Regions from separate parts of the Rattus norvegicus genome. Here all the other regions are linked to region 1. The links are chromatin contacts, called in public Hi-C maps. All regions are on one chromosome and are shown on one strand. The core of a region is the stretch at or near the end of the contact, and the rest is flanking DNA. Distances in the headings are between cores, read along the strand shown.

Region 1 (2,700 bases), core at 163-2,662:
TAAGCATGTGAAACTCCAGCACCGCTATGTGCCTGTTATGGAATGGAATTAATTTTGTTTTTATTTCTGCATTCAGAAATAGATTTTTCTGAATAATAAACATCCAGTAATGCTTATCAACTCTGTTTGACGTTAACAGTATGGAATGAGGAAGACTGTGATAAGCTGAGCCCCTGAGAATAATGCTGTTTAAACTTTCGCATGAAGGCGAATGGCCTGTTGCTGGGTCCGAGGCTCAGAGAGTTTTGAATGAGTACACCAGGGCCCTGGAGATGTTGTATCCTTAGCAAGTTCCAGAGAACTGGTCTAAGTTAGATGCTACCACAGTTAGAGAACAGAGGCAAGTCGTTGTCCTCTCCACTTACATGTGCATAGATGCCTCTAAAACTATGTAAGCTGGGCTGGAGACATGGCTCAGTGGCTAAGAGTCCTTGCTGCTCAGGTGTGAGGATTTGAACTCAGATCTCCAGCACCTATGCACAGAGGTCTAGGTGTGGGCTTGTGAAACGATGACCCCAGTGCTGGTTGGGAGAGGGGCAGAGACTCAAGAGGATGTCTGGGGCGTGATGGCCACAAGCCTAGCCCCGAAATGACAAGTCCATGTTCAGAGAGAGACCATACCACTAGGCACTAAAGTAGAAAGCAACAGAAGAGGGCACCTGACCGCCTCCTCTGGCCTGTGCCTGCTCAAGTGGGTACGCACCTGCTTGAGCGTGTACATGCAGCCCCACAAGTGCACACACACAAACTGAGGCTTTCTGTATTCCCACAGCAGGATAGATCATTGAAGAACCAGGGTCACCTGAATTGGAGTTGGGACCGTGGGTGGGTCCAAGAGGGCAGTGTGAACATCCACAAAGCTACCAGTGGCTGCCAGTCTGTGGTCCACGTGAGTCCACAGTTGCTGTCCATATCGCCCAGGGGTATGCTGTGCCCCCACAGCAGTGGCATTGCGGTGGCCTCTTCAAAGCTGAGACCGCTGAGCCGTAGACGAATGACAGCAATTTGGGGAGACTTTCAGCTTTTTAGCTGTCACAGATAAGTATACAGTGAATGTTCCAGAAAAGAACGAACCAAAGAAACAAGATGGGAGCTTGCCATTCAAGCTCAGCCTCAATGCACGTCTGCGAGCTCACCACCCTCCTCCAACTAAATTACTACCCCTGTGTGCCTCCCACACAGAGATACCAGTGTTGCCAAGGAGTGTGGGTTAAAATGCAACCCTGGTGAGCTCATCCACTTCAGTAAAAATGTGTATGAGATTTTATGTCGACAGCAGGGCAGAATAAGTGGTTTTTGCAAGCCTGGAAATAAATTATTGGCTGTCTAAACATCTACCAAATTTAGATGCCAGCGGAACTAAAGACTTCTTCCTCCTTTCTTTTCCTGTTCCTCCTCCTTTCTCCGTTTTCTCTTCCTCTGCCCATGCTGTCTCCTTCCCCCTCATCCCCGCCCCTTGGAACAATCAGGGCTTTTAAAGCACTGCTTGGCCCCATCCTCAACAGTACTCCCTCTTCTCTACTTCAGAGGCAGAGCTACAAAGATGCTCACATGCTCTCCCCAGGCTGGGGTGTTGCAAATGTCCTACTATATTAGCACTCACTGTGGATTCTTACCTAACTCGTTCTTACCTAGGATGGCTGAAAATAACAGGTCCCCAGTTCTAACATTTACCAGACACAAGAGCCCTCTTTTCCATCAACTTAATGTTTGTCTATCTGTTTGTTGGCAATATAAGCCCACTGATGTTCTTTTTATTTTTCAGATTTGGTAAGAACTTATTCAATATCTCTCCCCTTCTTCCTTCCTTTCTAATAGAGCAAACGACTACAAAGTCCTTTTTGTTTCTGTGCTGGAACTGCCATTTCTTGTTCCTGGTTCCTTTTATTACAAATTTGTATTGATGAATTGAGGTCTGTGGTACTGAAAAGACAGCTCAGCAATTAAGAGCACTGTCTGCTCTACCAAAGGACCAAAGTTCAATTCTTACCACTTGCATGGCAGCTCATAACCACCTGGAACTCCAATCCCAAGACCCAAAGCCCTCTTCTGGCCTCTGTGTGCACTACACACACACACACACACACACACACACACACACACACACACACACACACACGGTGCACAGGTAAAGACATAGATAAAACATCCACACATACATATTTTTTTAAAAGATAAATTGGGAGGGTTGGGAGTTTAGCTCAGTCTAGCAAGTGCAAGGCCCTGGGTTCAATCCTCAGCTCCGGAAAAAAAAGATAAATTGGGGTCTTGTATGATAGTTGAAATATACATATAATAATTAATATAAGTGAGTAAATGTGTAGATGGACACATATTTACATAAACATGTATATCGTCTCAAAATCATGATTCATATAGATGCTGTTAATACAATCTAAGCTTTTGAGATTTTTCCTTGCCTACCCCTTCCATACATGTCCTTTGACCACAGTGAGTTACTTTAGCTCTCAGAAGATGCATACAGTGGCTCATATTCTTAGTCCTATAAAATAGCAAAAGTAGACTCAGACTTCTTTGTCCATCCAGGTAGAAGAAGGAATTCTACTCAGAAGTTTAGAATCTCCTAGCTTCTCTCCACTGTTGAAGACTTAGGATATATTGTAAAGGCCATGTTCATAACTATCTGGTTTCCTCCTTCTGTGTGGTTACACAAATTCTCTGAAGTGTCCTGAAGGTCTG
Region 2 (2,700 bases), core at 128-2,627, 300 kb before region 1:
GACACAGATGCTGCATTTGAACCACTGTGGCTCAGGTGCCTAAGCCTTAGGTAGCATTGTCAGCCTTTGGTTACAAAGCCAGACTCCACTGCATTTCTGTTTGAAGCCATGAATTCACACGGGAGGGAGAGTTTATGCAAAAGTTGTATTGGTCTCCCATATGATTCTTCCCTTAAGTGGACGTAATAATAAACTGCTCTTTAAGTCCTTCATGGCATCAACATAAAGCCTCTCACCTCTCAACCTTCAACAGAGAAGCTTTTATTCAGTACATGTTGACTGTACGGAGACCCACAACTTGTCAATGTACAGAGAATAAATACAGAGACTGAGCAGTGTTCATCTCTAAATTTGATTGCTACGTCACAAGGATGTGTGTGTGTGTGTGTGTGTGTGTGTGTGTGTGTGTGTGTGTTGACGAGTATAAGAGCCAGGGGTAATGGACATCTGCAGCAAAACAGTAGTTGTAGAGCATGATAGTGCCACTGAGAGCAAGAACTCGTATCAACTGTGGCTGCCTGATGAAGATCTGCCAAGACCAAGATGACTGAACTCCCAGCATGCACTGGAGGGAGCTCTTGAGGTCCCACCCTAGCCTTACTGAGGAGCTATTGGCTAAGTGGCTGCTGGGGGATGTGAAGGGAGAGTCAGTTTTCTTTAGGGATGCAGCCCTCGAGGGGCAACACAGGTTCCAGTAAATCTCCATATGTACACGCGCACGCTCGAGTATCACTGAGAACTAAGTGGGCTTAAGATAAGAGCACGTGGAGTTGAGAAAGAATGGCGCTGTGGGGGCTGAGGGGGCAGAGGAGGAATTGGAGGAGAGGGAAGGCGGTGTGGATTTATTTAGAAAGCACGTATGAAATTCTCAAACAATAATCAAGGACTGGAGCAGTGTTCAGGAAGAGCTTCAATTAACACTCACAGATATTGCACGTGCTTCCTCCATAGCTGGGCACAGCGGACTGCTGGACCTAAGAGACTTTCTGGTCAAAGCCTATTGTCAGCCCTGTACTGACACTCATTCACGTGAGTAGATCTTCCTGTGGGAGAAACAGCGGCCTGCCGTCCTTCTGCCTCGTGAACCTCACAGCGTACCACTTTTTGATTAGACCCAAACGGACGCTTGTGCTCTGGAAATGAGAAGAGGGAAGGAGATGGGCGCACAGATTGTGAGCCAGTCGGGATTCACGGAACATTCCCCACCACAGTACACCTAGGTTAGAGCACACCTGCTGCTACACATTTGGCTTGCCCCCATCCGCATATGCCTTAGCAACGCATCCCTTTCGGTTTATACCGGGAAGACCAAGCCAGTTCTGGAGTGACCTGTTTTGAGGCTTCTGGCCCTGTGCGCATGCCTGCTGTCTGAAGAACCACTTGGGGGCAGCACCTGCTCACTGTCGCTGCAGCTGCGCCCACCACCGTGGTGCTGGCCTGTCTCCCTACCGGACCTCTTCATCTTAGAGCTGCAGATCTCAGGGTTGCCAATGCCTATCTCCGTCTACCAGTGTTCAACCAAACTGAGCTTCGTCCCCCAGATGAAGACGTCTCTATACTGTCTTTCTTTCAGCCCCAAGCACTAGGCAACACTGTCTTATTATGGGGTATGGTTTCTTTGGACTCTGGGTAATTGTTTCTCTGTTGTAGGAAGACGGCACTATGGTCTGGGTTGGAGGCAGGTGCCTTGTTGCTTGCTGTCTCCTCTTCTCGATTCCGTTCCCATCCTCTTATAATCTCTTTCTTCATGAAAGCCAACTCCCTGGGAAGGAGGAGGCCAGCTGGCTGCCAATCTAACACTTCTCACAGACGTATTTATTGACTGAAACCTTAAGTGCAGAAACTATCTCCCTACCTAGTGCTCCGATGAGAGTTTTGAGCACCACTCTTTCTCCACATGATTTCCTTAGAACCAATCTCTAAAAATTACTGTATAACAAGGAAGGATCGCTTTAAAATTGTGATGTGTATTCTTAGCAAGTTGATCAATCCCAAAGGATGCAGTGACTTACAATTCAGCAGTCAGTGACAATTCTTGAACTTGTTCTTCAGATTGATACATTCTGCACTGCAAATCCTTACCCATCTATACAGGCTCCACAGTGTGTGTGTGTGTGTGTGTGTGTGTGTGTGTGTGTGTTTCTCAGTCTGATTTGCTGACCATACAAGGATGAATAATGCCTCAGTCCTTACATATGTGTGTGCATATATCTGTGAATCACAATCACCTTCCAAAAAGATGTAAAAGACAATATGCCCAACTTATTTGCTTAGTTGACTACAGTATCATAACTGTAGCTGTTGAAGCAATGAAAGGCTTTTTGTCCCCCGAGGGGCTGAAGTGGTCTCTCGCAGAGGAATAGTTTATCTGTAAATGACCCTAAGTCCAGAGTCATAGTGACCCAAACTTGTAGTTCGGTTTTCTGTTCTTCTCCATAGCACTGTAAATCAGGGGCCATTCAGACCAAGGCTGGTGGGAAATCCTCAGAACCCAGGGTTTTCATGTCCTACTCCCAAGGGCATTTTTCAGAAGTTGCATATGCAGTCTCGAAGGGTAGTCTCCTCGGTAGGCTCAGCCTCACAGAAGGTTGAAGAAGGCAGTCTTCATTCCAAGCAATCATTTTTTTTCCCGACTAAAAATGAGAAAAGTTAAATAAAGAACAGATAGAAGGGAAAAAATAGAGGTGTCTGTTCTAGAAT
Region 3 (2,700 bases), core at 188-2,687, 420 kb before region 1:
CATGGAAGCCACGTCTCTGGAGACCTCCGCAGAAACAGGAACTTGACAGAGACCGGGAAGGGCTGTCAGAAGGACCCCTTGCCATGGATGTTCCAGAATGGTTCCACAAGCCGGACCCCAGTAGAAGAAGCTCCAGAAGCATCTGGTTCAAGGCTAAAGCCAAATTAAACCTGCCTCTCAGGCCATGCAAGTGTGCTGAAGGGAAGTGAACAAAAGGAGAAAAGCTTCTAGTAAGGGCCTATGATGTGCAGCCAGGCTAACGAGGAACTCTCAGGCCACCTGTTTCGGCCTCCTGCTCTGAAGAGAGCCTTCCTGGGGCCGAGGAAATCGGTCCCGTTTCGAAAGGCTGCTATGAAGAAAGCCCTGCTAGTCTTGCTCTTGCCGTCCCTACATGCTCTGCGATTAGGTGCGCCCATTCTTTGTATTCCTGGCTTGAGCTCAGGGTCTAGGGTTTCTAGAACACCAGAGCTGGGGTATTTGGGAAGCTGAGTGTTTTGTGGGCACCCCGTGTATAGGAGTCTGACAACGAGTGATGAACTTAGCCGTGGAGAAAGCTGGTTCCTTCGGTTGCCACAGAAACCGAATCGAGCTGGATTTAGCCTTAAATTACAGGGTACACACAGAGATGGAGTTAAACATTTGTCTACCCTGCCTGACTTCCTTTTCTTTCCACACCGAGCCTTCTCAGAAAGTGGCAGCAGCACCCGTGAAGCTGAGTGGGGGCAGCAGAGCACAAAGGGCACGGGTGGGGGCTGCCAAGGTTTTGAAAATGCCAAGGACAGCAGATTCCCACCAGAGGCAAGGTTACTGCCCAAGCAGCTTCCTCCTACACGCTAGGATCTGCCACGAAGGAGTACATCAGGGAAGAGAGCAGAGAGCTGAGCAGGATTTAAAGCCATTGCTTTGGAGACATTTGCTACAAGGTGCACATGGCCGCCGAGTACTTGCAGATAGCTTGCTGAGATGTGCTTTACAAAACCCATATACCAGATTTCAAAGACAGCACGATAAGAGAGAGAGAGAGAGAGAGAGAGAGAGAGAGAGAGAGAGAGAGAGAGAGAGGGAGAGAGAGAGAGAGAGAATATGTCATGTAAAATATTCATTACATTGAGTTGACATTGAGTTGACAATGTTTTGGATATGTTAAGTAAGACACGGCTTTAAAACAATTCCACCTATTTCTGCTCACTGTTGGCAATGGTATTGCTCCATAATTTAAAATCCCACGGGTGGCTCACACCATATTCCTGTCGGGCTGTTCATGTACTGAGGCTGTTTGAATGGATTAAGACAGTCTGTTAACTGGAGAACCTCAAGTTTCTTCTGATTATCTGCCAGATAGAGATGTTAATGCCCTCTCTAGAATCCTCCGAGCCTATGACTAGCATTTTATGCTACGGTATGTTCTACAGAGCCCTCTGCAGGTTTCCCCCTTAAAGTCAAGGTAATATCGCCACAGTTAAATGCATGCCGACTCATTCTTCAGGAGCTGCACTGGGTATGCATCACAGCGTGGCCAGAGATTTCCAAAGAAGCTACACGAGCAAGTGGCTCGGTTCCTCCACATCACTGTGTTTTCTCTCCGCCAGCAGACATTTATGCTAAGGGTCTTTAGATGGACACTGCCTTATAGAAGTGTCTTATAGAAGAAGAAAAAGTCAAGTCTGCATTACAGATGGGTTGTCGTGTTAGTTCGTTTTCCATTGCTGTAACAAAATACAGTAGGCTGGGGACTTTGTATAGAGGAGAGGTTTTTTTGGCTCGTAGTACTGGAGGCTGCAAGGTCAAATAGCACTGCAAAGGGCTCCCTGGCTGTATTACTTCATGGTGGATGGCATCCTGTGGGAGGAGCATTGTGAGCAGGAGAAATCATGGCAAGGCAGGAAGCCAGAGTGCAGGGAGGGTCTGCTTTTTCCCTGTTCTTTCTCTTAGAACTAAGTAAAGTCCAAGGTAACTATATCAATTCTCCTTGATGATAGCACCTTATATTAGGCTCCACCTTTAAACACCCCCATGAATTTGCATGTAGGTTCAAGCTTGCAAATGAACTGCTATGAATGGGTCTTTAAAACACTCTAGGCAATGCCTTGTGCAGTAGACATAGTCATTCTTCTGGTAGAGATGGGTTAAGTGGGAATATCCATGAGTTCCTGAGAAAGAACATATAATTGGAGTAATTGGTTAGGGGCCTGGCAAGAGAAAGGGTGGCAGGAAGAGGCATACAGACAAGCCTCTGGGAGAGAATCTGTCCTAGGGTTTCTTTCCTGCACAAACATTAGGACCTTGAAGCAAGTTGGGGAGGAAAGGGTTTATTCAGCGTACACTTCCACATTGCTGTTCATCACCAAAGGAAGTCAGGACAGGAACTCACACAGGGTAGGAACTAGGAGGCAGGAATGGATGCAGAAGGCATTGGGGAATGCTGCTTCCTGGCTTGCTTCCCCCTGGCTTGCTCAGCTTGCTTTCTTATAGAACCCAAGACTGCCACCTCAGGAATGGCACCACCCACAATGGGCCCTCCAACACTTGATCACTAATTGAAAAAAATGCCTTACAGCTGGATCTCATGGAGGCATTGTAAGATTCAAACATAATGGCTATGGCTGCCTTAACCAGAGAGTTTCCAAAGAATTTAGCATAACACCCTGTCCAAAGAATTTAGAATAACACCCTGTCCAAAGAATTTAGAATAACACCCTG

What was found. A called contact is a pair of places that touch in the nucleus more often than the background predicts.
Region 2: a Hi-C map of frontal cortex shows a contact between it and region 1, with 2.0 times the contacts expected there. The contact joins two enhancer-like sites. A contact is called at or near these places in 2 of 12 Hi-C or Micro-C datasets (frontal cortex and hepatocytes).
Region 3: a Hi-C map of frontal cortex shows a contact between it and region 1, with 1.8 times the contacts expected there. The contact joins two enhancer-like sites.

What each region holds. Positions count from the first base shown.
Region 1 is chr13:79,460,098-79,462,797 of GRCr8, reverse strand. LOC120096206 (a long non-coding RNA gene) reads left to right here. Exons shown (of 4, transcript XR_005492368.2): 4 at 1-116. Among named protein-coding and RNA genes, the nearest start is that of Atp1b1, 120 kb to the right of the region's middle. Within about 2 kb of position 1,412, at least 34 of the 93 cell types and tissues checked have an H3K27ac peak or open chromatin away from gene starts, as enhancers often do.
Region 2 is chr13:79,760,443-79,763,142 of GRCr8, reverse strand. No RefSeq gene overlaps it. Among named protein-coding and RNA genes, the nearest start is that of Xcl1, 24 kb to the left of the region's middle. Within about 2 kb of position 1,377, at least 5 of the 93 cell types and tissues checked have an H3K27ac peak or open chromatin away from gene starts, as enhancers often do.
Region 3 is chr13:79,880,763-79,883,462 of GRCr8, reverse strand. No RefSeq gene overlaps it. Among named protein-coding and RNA genes, the nearest start is that of Xcl1, 97 kb to the right of the region's middle. Within about 2 kb of position 1,437, at least 40 of the 93 cell types and tissues checked have an H3K27ac peak or open chromatin away from gene starts, as enhancers often do.